2 separate regions of the Sus scrofa genome follow, and region 2 is linked to region 1. A link is a contact called in public HiChIP or PLAC-seq data. All regions are on one chromosome and are shown on one strand. Each heading gives the region's core, a stretch centred on a gene start, on an enhancer-like site or on the middle of the called end of the contact. The rest is flanking DNA. Distances are from core to core; before and after follow the strand shown.

Evidence for each region. HiChIP or PLAC-seq counts read pairs in DNA pulled down with a chosen protein or histone mark.
Region 2: a contact with region 1 is called in an H3K27ac HiChIP or PLAC-seq map of alveolar macrophages. The contact joins two enhancer-like sites. A contact is called at or near these places in 2 of 2 datasets of contacts at active chromatin or transcription factors (alveolar macrophages and skeletal muscle).

Annotation. Positions count from the first base shown.
Region 1 is chr13:110,400,871-110,406,910 of Sscrofa11.1, reverse strand. No RefSeq gene overlaps it. Among named protein-coding and RNA genes, the nearest start is that of TMEM212, 10 kb to the left of the region's middle. Within about 2 kb of position 1,275, at least 10 of the 83 cell types and tissues checked have an H3K27ac peak or open chromatin away from gene starts, as enhancers often do. A contact at or near this core is called in alveolar macrophages, where this site is marked.
Region 2 is chr13:110,621,196-110,627,330 of Sscrofa11.1, reverse strand. All of the region lies in intron 1 of FNDC3B (fibronectin type III domain-containing protein 3B), which reads right to left. Among named protein-coding and RNA genes, the nearest start is that of FNDC3B, 37 kb to the right of the region's middle. Within about 2 kb of position 3,705, at least 9 of the 83 cell types and tissues checked have an H3K27ac peak or open chromatin away from gene starts, as enhancers often do. A contact at or near this core is called in alveolar macrophages, where this site is marked.

The sequences.
Region 1 (6,040 bases), core at 26-2,525:
TTGTGATCTCTTCTGAGATAGGATAATAAAAGAAGTGCGTCCTTATGACATAAGGAATTGAGTAGCATAGAATAAACACCACCTACTACTAGCAGATGTGGGATCATTTTTTTCATACAAAGGCCCACACTTTCCTTTTTCAACAATGGAGGTATCCTACCCTAGTTTGTACATATGTATATATTTACTATTTTTTTAAAGAAGAGAAAGGGCATTTCTTGGAACTTCCTCATGGCATTGTCCAAGTACATAAACACTTCTGCTTCTTTCTCACAATCTACGCAAAGCTAATTGACATAAAAGGTAAAAGCTAGGCCTAAGCAAGCCTCCTTTATCTAATGGACAAGTTCACTAAGAAGAATGTAGGGCAATGAAAATGAAAAGTACATAAAAATAACCCAACTGCAGGATCACACACTGAGTCTATAAGAACCTTAAAGACCAGCCAGTCCAGGCTTGTCATTTCACAGAATAATTCCATGGTTAAAATACCAAGGAAAAGAGTCATCCTATTGCAACCATAAACTAAAACTTTTTAAAAATTTATTTTATTGAAGTATAGTTGATTTTCAATGTTGTGTTAATTTCTGCTGTGTAGCAAAGTGATTCAGTTATGAATAGGTATACATTCTTTTTTCCTATTCTTTTCCATTACGATTTATCATAGAATATTGAATATAGTTCCGTATGCTACAGAGTAGGACCTTGTTGTTTATCCATTCAGTATAAAACCTAAGGCCTAATAAGATGGTTGTGACTGAGATCTTTCTGCTATATCTGTGCTTAGCACTAGGTGTTGCTCTACTGCTATTTATAGATCAGCTTTTCTTTGATATGCAGCAGGAGTTGAATCTCCTAATTGCAGTTCCATTCTGCAAATGCTGAGTTTCTAGGATTATACTCTGCTAATATATTATATGTTACACTGAACAAGCTTCATTTAAATGGTGTAGGGATAGCATATTAGAAAGAGCCACTCTAGAAAAAGTGATCAATACATGCCAGGGAAAGGCTACTCCAAAGTTAAATTTTTCAAATTGTCCTAATTCAAATATTTACTTAAACTCTGTTTTTATATTACGTGCAATACAAGGGGAATGACATTGTTAGCCGTGTGTTTCCTGGAACTGACCGTCTGCTACAAGGCCACAGATAAAGTTTGTTTATAGAAAAACAAAATATGAAAAAAAAAAGTTTAGCACTGCTCTATTTGGGGTTTGATACTCCCACACATACCAAGTGGGAGAAAGGACAACTTTCTAGAATCTTTCTTGCTCTGTGGCAACAGAGGACAGAAATGCTTCAACCCCCTCTAGTGACAGATGAATCATTACTTAGATTAGTTCAGTTGTTCAAAATTGAAAGATAATACCACAGGGAGAGACCAGTCATGCTTCAAGAAGTTTATAGTTTAGGGAGAGGGCAAATTTTCAATTCATGTGTTAAGTTTTAAAGGGTTTAAATTCAGCTAAGTGTGACTCTTCAACATTATTACTCAGTTCTTTCAACTCAGATCAACTTGGTATAAACCTCAGCATAGATGTTCCAAATTCTACCCATTACATATGTGATAATGATCTAATCTGAATTTTAAATCTTCTGGACTGGATATATGTAATAAAACAATGTCTAGTATATTGTTGCTAAACATGATTTTTTTTTCCACTTTGGTATTTATGAATAACTATTTGTAAGGCCAACAATCATGCAACCATGCTAATAACAGTCCTGGGTTTTCAGCACAAAAGAAAGTGGCAGCCTTAAGCCCAGAATGGGAAAATTATAATCACCATTACAGAGTTTAGAGTAAAGGGAGAGAAAACAGGTCATGCAAAGCTGGCTGCTGGGATGCATAATATAAACCCTTCAATCTAGTCCTAAAGAAAGGGTTTCTTCTAATTTTTATAGTCTTGGCCTCAAGCTGAAAAAGCCGAGTTCTGAGTTGAAGTCTGACTTTCTTGCAAAATATACTTTTCAACTCTCTCCCTAGCACACAGTCATTCTTTCCTAAAGATTCTATTTCCTTTACATCCTTTGAGGATAAAACTATGCTTTGTGGTTTTTATACCATATTCACTTAGGATATTTTAAAACAGAGTGAACTCTACTTTTTCTACCAATTCTCTCTTCATGGAGGCTCTCCTTTCCCCACTCCTTACAGCCTCAGTGATCATGTGAAATAGTTTCCACTATTATTTTTGCATTTCTTTTGCCTGACTCCATGTTAAAGATGGGCAGTTTTTCGAAAGTGATAGGTCAAACTCCTGATCCATGTTCTTATAAACTTGAAGTAAGAAGTGTTTATGTGTTAAGAAAATTATCTATTTTCTCTAAAAGGGAGAGGGGGAAGAAGTTTTGAAAAAATCCATTTTGGAAATCAATGTTTAGTGAATGGCAGGAAGGAGAGGCCCAATGCTAATAAGTGCCAAGGAAGTTTCTGCCATCTCTAGTCAGACCCAAGTCTATAAGGGACCATTTACAGGTAAGTTTACATGTGTGTGTGTAGGCGTAAGAATAGTAAGAGCTATGAAAATAGGCTTGCCATTCACACACACACACACACAGAAATTATGAAATGTTTACCCTTCATTTTTCATAATGCTATATTAACTAATGTTTTTAATAAATATCTGTTCTATAGGATCTTTTAATGTCATCCTCTAATCTCTTCCATTCCTTTCCATCCTCTAAGCAGATTTCATTTGTATAACTCCAAAGAGGTGAATATGAGTCCTGCTCTTCTTAAAAATTGTTTCCAGCCTATAGCTTAACCACCTCCAATGTTCAAATTTGTTCCAAGATTGAGACAAAATCTCTCTACCAAAAGCAAAATAAAAGCCAAATTCCTACCCTTTGGTCTCATTACTTGTTTTATTATTCTATGTTTCCTAATAATACATTTTTTTTAAATATTGAAATGGGCACATGTTCTGTGGTCCAGAGGCAAGGCTATGCACAGTAAATGCAAATTTCAGCAAATGCAAGTTTTGAGCTCCAGAGATGTCCATTTCAAACCCCATGAAATTTTGTTTTTTTCCTCCTTTCTTGATATAGGAAAAGACATCTAGGAAATATTATTGAATCCAACTATATGCATTTTTAGACAAATGATAAACCATAGACTTTTAATGTCTACAGCAGGGACAGAGCTGGCCTGAATTGTAGCCTGGGGAGGGGTGTAAGCTGACACAGCTGTGATATCCACAAACTGGAAAATGTGAGTAGATCATATTATTACAAGGTGTTACTAAAAAGCTTATTTGAGTCCTTCATTATTAAAGTCTAGAAATGTTTGCTTAATGCCAGCTAAGCTCATAGATACTATGAAGAATTCATTTTATGTGTTTACAATGATAATAAGAGAAATAAAAAATCTCCTCAGTCTGCTTACGTTTTCCTAATTCTGGGCTAGAGAAGACAGTAATTGTAAGAAAGACATTTCTTTCTTTTTTTTTTTTTTTTTTTTTTGGCTTTTTTTCTTAGGGCCACACCTGCAGTGTATGGAGGTTCCCAGGCTAGGGGTCCAATTGGAGCTGTAACTGCTGGCCTATGCCACAGCCACAGCAATGCCGGATTCTTAACCCACTGAGCGAGGCCAGGGATCAAAGCTGCGTCCTCATGGGTGCTAGTCAGATTCGTTTCCACTGAGCCACAATGGGAACTCTAAGAAAGACATTTCAAAAATTAGATATACTTTTGTCAAATAAAAGAAGTATTTACAACATGGATTTAATTATGTTTTTAAAAATTTAACTATCTCAGTTAGACAAACCTTGTGCGCTATTTCCTTAGAGAAGAGATCTGCAATATTTTGGGGGTGCACTTTTAGTGAGCAAAAGTTTTCCTTTTGAATACCCACATCAGAGTAACTTTGGAATGAGCAATTAGTAGATTCTCCCTAATATAAAGGTGGTAAATGTGGTGTTTGTAAACAGAGGACAATCCTAAAGCACAGGTGAGTTACCTTTTATCAGAATCTCCTCATGATGAATAATAAGGAAAGATGCTCTTTGAAGTGCATCAGTTTCCTCTTCAGATTTTTTTTCAAAATGTTGCAAAACAATCCCTGGGCCACACTATTTTCCTGAGACTTCACTCCTGCACACAGAATTGCAGGACTCTGCCCCATTTCTGCAGGAGACTATCTTCTCTCCGGATATTTGCTTTTCTTGCAGCAGAGGCTCCCACACTCATTTCCTCCAGCTGCCTCTAGGCGGCCCTGTGCCCTGTGCCTTCATCCAGCAGCTGAGGTGATGCTCCAGCTGCTGCATGTCCTTGGCAGATGGCTGCAGAATGATCTAGCCCATTATCTTTGGACCAGTCCTCTGGCCTTGACTCTCCTTTCTTGTGAGTCTCCTTTTCTAGGGGAGTCCTCAGTCTCATACAAATATAGCTGGCCCTGGAACCTCCCTAGGTTTGTCTGAATTTGCAAAAATTTAGGCTGGCAGGGGATCTCAGTTATGTAAACACTGGAGCTCTTATTGTTAGTCATCAGCTGCTTGGTGCTTAGCACTATTTGATACTGTAGGAAGACAGCAGGAAAGGGATGGAGGGAAGGAAGAGAAAGGAAGAAAAGAGGAAGGAAGGAGGGGACGAAGGGGGAACGAAGGAAAGAAGGGAGGAAAGAAGGAAAGGAGAGAAGGAGAAGGAAACAAGGAAAAGAAGAAATAAATAAATAAATAAATATTTGTTTATTTATTGCTTTTTAGGGCAACGCCTGCAGCATATGGAAGTTTCCAGGCTAGGGGTCCAATCGGAGCTGCAGCTGCTGGCCTACACCACAGCCACAGCAACTCAGGATCCAAGCCACATCTGCAACCTACATTGCAGCTTGTGGCAACACTGGATCCTTAACCCACTGAACGAGGCCAGGGATCAAACCCACATCCTCATGGATACTAGTCAGATTCATTTCTGCTGCACCACAACAGGAACTCCCAAGAAAGAAATTTTTAAAGGATGAAAGAAAAGGATCAGAAATACAAATTCTGAAAGGTACAGGTTTCCTGACTGTAAGAAGTTAATTATCTACTTGGTTATAATTATTCATAGCTAAATACACTGCATATTTCATAATGAGATGACTAAATCAGGGCATATCTACATGCCAACTTAAAGACTATTGGCAAACAGACAATCAATATCAATCAAGCCATTCAGCAAGCTCCTCTTATAGGAGATGTCATTGCAAAAAACCACCTTCTCTGCCTAGGAACAAATCCAAGTTTAAGGTTATAGCAAACGAAGGGAGAAAACTTCTATCCATCAACCTTAAATTCAGCTGTGGCCTGGACTTCAGAAATAAGCTTAGTGCTAACAATTTTTGAAAGTCCTTATGCAATATTTTTTTTTCAAAAATACTCTCACAGAGGAGGAAATTGCAAGTTAGGAAAATTGCAAAAGGTACCTGCTCTTTATCTGATCTAAGCATTGGGTCCAAAGAAATGTGTGAAGTTCAAAGACACCAGCAGCCTCAGCATTGCTCCACTGGTGCTAAAGAATATCTCCCAAATTCTCTGGGATGAGAACTATGCCCTCTACTCATGCCCCAGTCAATGCAACTGGATCAATTAAGGCACAGATATACAAGTAATGAGGTTGTCAACTAATTAGAGAATGAAGAAATATTCCTACCTTATCCCCGTATGTGATATTTTTGTCAACACTGACTCACATCACAGTAGCTCTGGGCCAGGCAGGCAGCACTCTTACATCTCTCTGAGCTTGCAGTCAACCGAAACTCTCAGGTGTGCTATGATCCAAGCTCTTTAATCATCTTCAGCCATATAAATAGCATGGACTTGTCAAACTGGACACGTCACTGCTAAACTTCTTGGTAATTTTAACCCATTCTCTTATTCTACTGAAATCATTGTGAATCTTGACTCTGATATTTTTCCCTCTGTTTCCATCTACAAACTTAATAAAGACATATTTGTTATCGTCACCTACTTTATTAGATGAAGCTACCTGGAATCTTGTGGCAGTCTACTAAAGACTGTGTTCCAAGTTGATAATCACATATTTAAACACTTTTGAT
Region 2 (6,135 bases), core at 2,456-4,955, 220 kb before region 1:
TTATTAATGTGCTAATCTAATTGCTCTGAGGAACAACTGACAAAAGGTATGATGAATGGCAAACAGGTATGAATACAAAATCTGTCACCTATTATTAACCTTACCAACACAGCCACTCAATCTTCTAATTTACAATACTATTCACAACTTTATTTTCCACATTCAAAAATGCATGCATGCAGGGAGTTCCCTCGTGGCATAGCAGGTTAAGGATCTGGCATTGCTACTGCAGTGGCTCGGCTTCGAATCTCTGGCCCAAGAACCCCGACATGCTGCAGATGCAACCAAAAAAAAAAAAATGTGTTCAGATTTTGGGTGATAATGACATGCCAATGCAGTTTCATTAATTCTAACAACCAGGCATCTGAGATTTTGTACAGCCACACAGACAGGATTTTAGTTACCAAGGCTGCCAAATCAACAGCTAGACCAATAGTGCAAAAAATCCACTATCTTTTTTTAAAGAAATAGATTTTCTGCCTCCATGCTTTTCATTTCCAGGAAGAATACTTGTCTCATGACAAGCAGAGACCCGAAAAACAAGGGGCAGCATTGATCAGAACTCAGCCTCGCTCTGTTCCCTCACCCAACACCTCACTTTAAAACGTGCTCTAGCTCCTATTTTCCCTTTCATCATCTTTAAGGACACTGACAATTTCAGATGTAGCTATCTAAGTATTATTTACCATCTCCACAAATTTGAGTGTGGATACAACGGAGTGCTGAAGTAGGTAAAGTAGGCCTTGACAATGGCAAACATCAATACTCCCAAGATGCCTCTGTTTTGGTGCTAAAAGTATCCTGACCACAAAATTTCTTTCCAATTATCTGAAGTCCTTCTATCAATATCTTCCCAATTCACTTGCCAGTCTGTTCTTCCTGGTCTCTACTCCTATACAACTAGTTGTAGCCCCCACACAAAATCCCACCAAGGTGAATAGCAGCTTTGGAGGAAGCCAGAGACCTGCTCTGGACTTAACAGGTATGAGGACTTGCAGACAACTCATCCAATGCTCTTTGACCACAATCAGCATTGGATAGAGGATACTGAGGCCTCATCTCAGATTCTAACTGTGTAGTTTAACAGCATGGCATTTATGTTGCTTAATATATTATGAATTCATATTTTTTATGTCATGTCTTCTTCTAGGGAGATGCTGATTTATACAAATGTCAATCCTGGACAAGGGCTTACAACACACAATATTTGCAGGTTCTCAAAAACTGCTAAAATACCTATGTCAAAGCTTAGCCAAATGGGAGAGTGGTAGTTGTTATTTCCTGCACCAAAGTGTCAAGAGATAGTCAGGTACATATGCCCAAACATTCATGTGACACTACCAGAACTCCCTATAAAAGGCTGCCTTGGGCAGGAACCTCCAGAACTGTTATGTGAACTGCCTCTCTCACTTTAGGGAATGCTCCTCAAACCAATGAGCACAAGAAGGATGCCTGGGTGGCAGCAGGCAGAAAGCTATCATTAAAGTCAGAAGCATTTTGTACAGATTGCCTTCAACCAAAGGCGCCAGTGTTTTCTTCTGCCACAATCCAAATGCTTCAGTATATTTAAATATTTACCTCAATCAACCTACTGCTTGTTTCAAAGAAGCTAGGATGAAGAGATGAGGTAGACGTCTTCACAATCTGAAATATACCATTTCCAAACAAATGAGAATCAATATTTTCTATGGACACGGTCACACTGGTCAAACGGTTCCTCTCACTTTGTTCTCAGGCACAGAGACCTGCATTCCATTGGACCTGGACACCTGTGCTCACCCTCCCAAGCCCCAAGGTTCCATTTGCATGGCAGCATTACAAAATAGTTACTTTCACATATCTTAAATACATGGAGAGGGTACATTTTAAGAATCAGTATAAAGTGTCACCTCGTGTTAAAGAATGTCAAGTAGAAGTTCAGAGAAAAAAGGTTTAAATTAGGTTTAGTTTGCATGTTTGCCTGAAACCATCTAATTAGACATGTTCTTGTCTGTGTATTTTATTTAGCTTACTATTTTTGGTTTTGAGGCATCATTCTACTCTGAAGACAAAGAATATGACTTTTTTTTTAAGGTGACTTTAATACAAGTTGTCCAAATACTTTTTCAGTCCACCTCTGCAAACTCAAATTACTAGGCAACTTAAAAAGTATTCAAGTTTCCTTCTTAGGGGGAAAAAACCCCAAATATTTCTATAGTGAGAGTCTTTCTACATGAGATCACAGAAAAGAAGTCATTAATTCTCTCTCAGACAAGCACACGAGAGGCCAAAATCTTTGTTCAGAGAAGGGAGAGAGCATTCATCAATTAAGTGCAGTATTGTTCTAGGGCTTTGTTTATAAATCCAGCATACATCACCATCTGTTAACTTGGACTAGAAAGCTTTAATTGATATTTATGTAGTTCAGAATAAAGTAAAGGAAGAGGTCTGTGTGAAAATGCCACCCCATAAACATTTTCACACCCCTGGATTAATACAATCCCATTCTGACTGAATAATGTCATATTGAAGACTTGCTTCCTTGCTCTTTCTCTAACATTAGTTTCTCATGCTAGAATATATTTACATCTTCTACAAAAACTCTTAATTTGTTAATTCTTCAAACAGAAAGAAGAAATTCTCTACTTTTAAAAGGTAAATAGACTGCAACTTCACCTAAACAGCTTTTTTAATTACGCAAATTCCTTAAGTTAACATTCAGCTTACAAGACACAAAAACCTTTTTCACTAATCCATCCCCATCCACTTCAAATTCTAGGTCTCAAGTTACCCATTCTTAATTAATTCTACTTACCTATAATCATATTCAGGTTGTACTTATGCGGCTTGATCACTGGTTTATATAATGTCATGTATGTATATTTTCTAACTTGAATACAAATTTGAAGTTAAGAACCCACATTTTTATTTATCTCGTCCACTCAAAGTTCTTCCCTCCAATATATTACTTTACATACAACAGATATTTTAGTTAACTGAATTAACTTTTTAACTACAAACACTACTTAACTAAAACTGTTAACATTGGTCCAAATTTACCCATGCCAAAGTCACTCTAGAAATCGTTACAATTTTATTTAACACTTCATTGTCCTCCCCAAAATTAAAGACCCCTCTTGATGTCCTTGTGACCTGAATGGAATTCACAGGCTTTGATCACATATTAAAGAAACTTTTGACCCTCCTTTAACCACTGTGAAACTCATAAAAAATAATTTAGTATTTTTGTACTTTGATACTTTAAAAGTATCCTCTTAAGTTTTAAGAGAATTATCATCTTTTAAAGCTTCATACTATCTTCCTAGAAGTTGACACTTCATCTTTGCTGAGATGTGTACTCAAGTGGAAAAGAAGGAAGAGCTCACAATTCAGAGGGAAAATACCTAAGAAGCATGCAACACAGAGCCATAAAAGACCACATGAACTGAGCGCCAAAGGAGAGCTCTCTGGGCAAGGGACTAGCTGTGACTCATCTTCACACTCTGAGCAGCCAGCACAACTCTCTACAACCCCCAACTCTCAGAAAGCAAAAACTGGGGTTTTGCTCACTGCTGTATCCCTAAACACCAAGGACAGTCCTAACACAGTAAACATGTGTGGATAAATATCTGTAGAAAAAAAAATGTGTAACATGCAGTAAACACTAGGAGGAAAGGAGACAGAAGAAAGGGCTGGCACTGGTTAAATTTTATCCTGAGATTGTATTTCCTCTAGTCACCACTACTTTAAGAGGGACGCAAACTCTAAGCACCTAGGAGCATTTGACCAGCATGGTGGTGAGTCAAAATATCAAATCATACAAGTAAAAGCTCTGAACACTGGAGAACCACAGCCTGTAGAAGAGAAGGGCTAAAGGTAAACACGCTGGCTAGAGTTGAGTTTGAGGGGTTGTCACGTGAAACAAGAAACACACCTGTTCAGGGTTGCCATGGAGTAGTATTTTTTTAAGACCCATTCCTGGGCCAAAAATCAATTCAGTGGGTCACTGACTGGCATTTCTTTAAATAAAATAGAATAGTATAGAATTGTATCACAAAGAATAAAGGCAAGTATTGATTTATTTTGATTCAGTCATACATATCTAAAATTTGGGCGAGTTCCTGTTATGGTTCAGCAGGTTAAGAACCCAAGTGGTATCCATGAGGATGAGGGTTCAATCCCTGGCCCCACTCAGTGTGTTAAGGATCCGTGTTGCTGTGAGCTGTAGTGTAAGTCGAAGATGTTGCTTGGATCCCGCGTTGCTGGGGCTGTGGCAGAGGATGGTGGCTATAGCTCCGATTGGACCTCTGGCCTGGGAACCTCCATATGCCACAAGGGCGGCCTTAAAAAGACAAAAGACAAAAAGACCAAAAAAAAAAAAAAAAAAAAGAAAAGAAAAGAAAGAAAGAAAGAAGCAAGCTTATCTTTAACCATGACAATTTGGGATTAATATAAAAGTGAGAGTTGTCGGGGGTGGGGGGGATTAACTGATTACTTCTTAAAGAAACTTTGTTAGTGAATATTCAAAAAAATTATGAACTGAAAGAAACCTTATTGACCGCCTGGTCTAATCCTTTCATTTCATTAATCATAACCGTAAGACGCCTAACACCAAACTGGTATATTAGGGGCAAAACCAGGCCTAGAAGCCAGTCTCCAGGGCCTTCTAGTCTAACTGTCTTGTTAATGGATCACAGAGCCTGTAGCACAGGCTGATGACCCTGTGTCAAGATGTCCCAGATGGAGGTCCTGGCACTGGTTGGAATGGAGAATTAGATGACCTCCTTGGTGCCTATGCATTAAAAATCTCTCATGCAAAACTACAAGGACTGGACTTTGCTTTCAACAATCAGATCTATAAACTTTCAGGATAAAGAGGTAATTGGGACTTTATTTACATATATATCATTATTTATAGAGTATGGGACTTCGAACATGATAAAAACTATTAAGGAAAATGACCCCTTATAGCAAACCTCTCAGGAAACAACATCCTTACTTCCATAAAAAAGCAGCAACAGGAGTTCCCATCATGGCTCAGTGGTTAACGAATCCAACTAGGAACTATGAGGTTGCAGGTTCGATCCCTGGCCTTGCTCAGTGGGTTAAGGATCTGGCGTTGCCATGAGCTGTGGTGTAGGTTGTAGACGCGGCTCAGATCCCACGTTGCTGTGGCTCTGGTGTAGGCCGGCGGCTACAGCTCCAATTGGACCCCTAGCCTGGGAACCTCCATATGCCGTGGGAGTGGCCCAAGAAATGGCAAAAATACAAAAAATTTTTTTAAAAAGGCAGCAACAAACATTTTTAAAGTATACATTAATTCGCATTTTTAAGTTCCTGTCCAAGTTTTGAAGGCCCATCTGTCCTTGTATTTCTTTTAGGCTCTAGGAGAAGAATAACCTGGTTTGGAGCAATCTTTCCCCCTTCCTCTTAACTAACTTGGTAAGAAGAAACCCACAGGTTTCCCAAATATAGGAAGTGGGGAAGTAGTGGAATCATCAGTTTTCTAATGTTTTATTAAAATCAAGGAGTTCAAATAGTTGTGACTGGATTGTGGTTAAAACTCCCTAATTCTATACACATACACAGAGTCACACAAACTTTCACACATGCAAAGCAAGACACTTTTATTATTGGAAGAAAGTTGGCAGAACAGGGTGAGTAGTTTAAAACTGATGACAACATCAATTATGTCAGATGTAGGTCTGCAATAATCTAACTGTAGGTCCCCAAGTGGTCATCAGTCATGAGACTGTGGCCACTAATGGATTTCAGTCTTGCCAAGCTTCCCGTGCCCGATAGTTAAGAAACAGCTTCCTTTCCACGTGTCTCAAAACAGACTTAAATTACCTTATTTTCCAGCCCTTATAGCAAACCGCATGCTATAAAACAGCCAACTAAGATATCTGGGACATCCTCTACCATGAAGTCAACCTCACTATGGAAGGCAAGATTCCATAGTCAGAAGTGACAAACTCCAAGATAAGTTACTAACATGCAAAAGCATGAAGTAAAGGACCGCTCTTAAATAGAAACCACTCTGACGTCTTTAAATTAGTAAAGTTTTAACTTTGTGCTAATTTTTCTTCTTTTTTTTAATTCTTTTGGATGCACTCAGAGCATGCGGAAGTTCCAGGAATCAAATCCAAACCACAA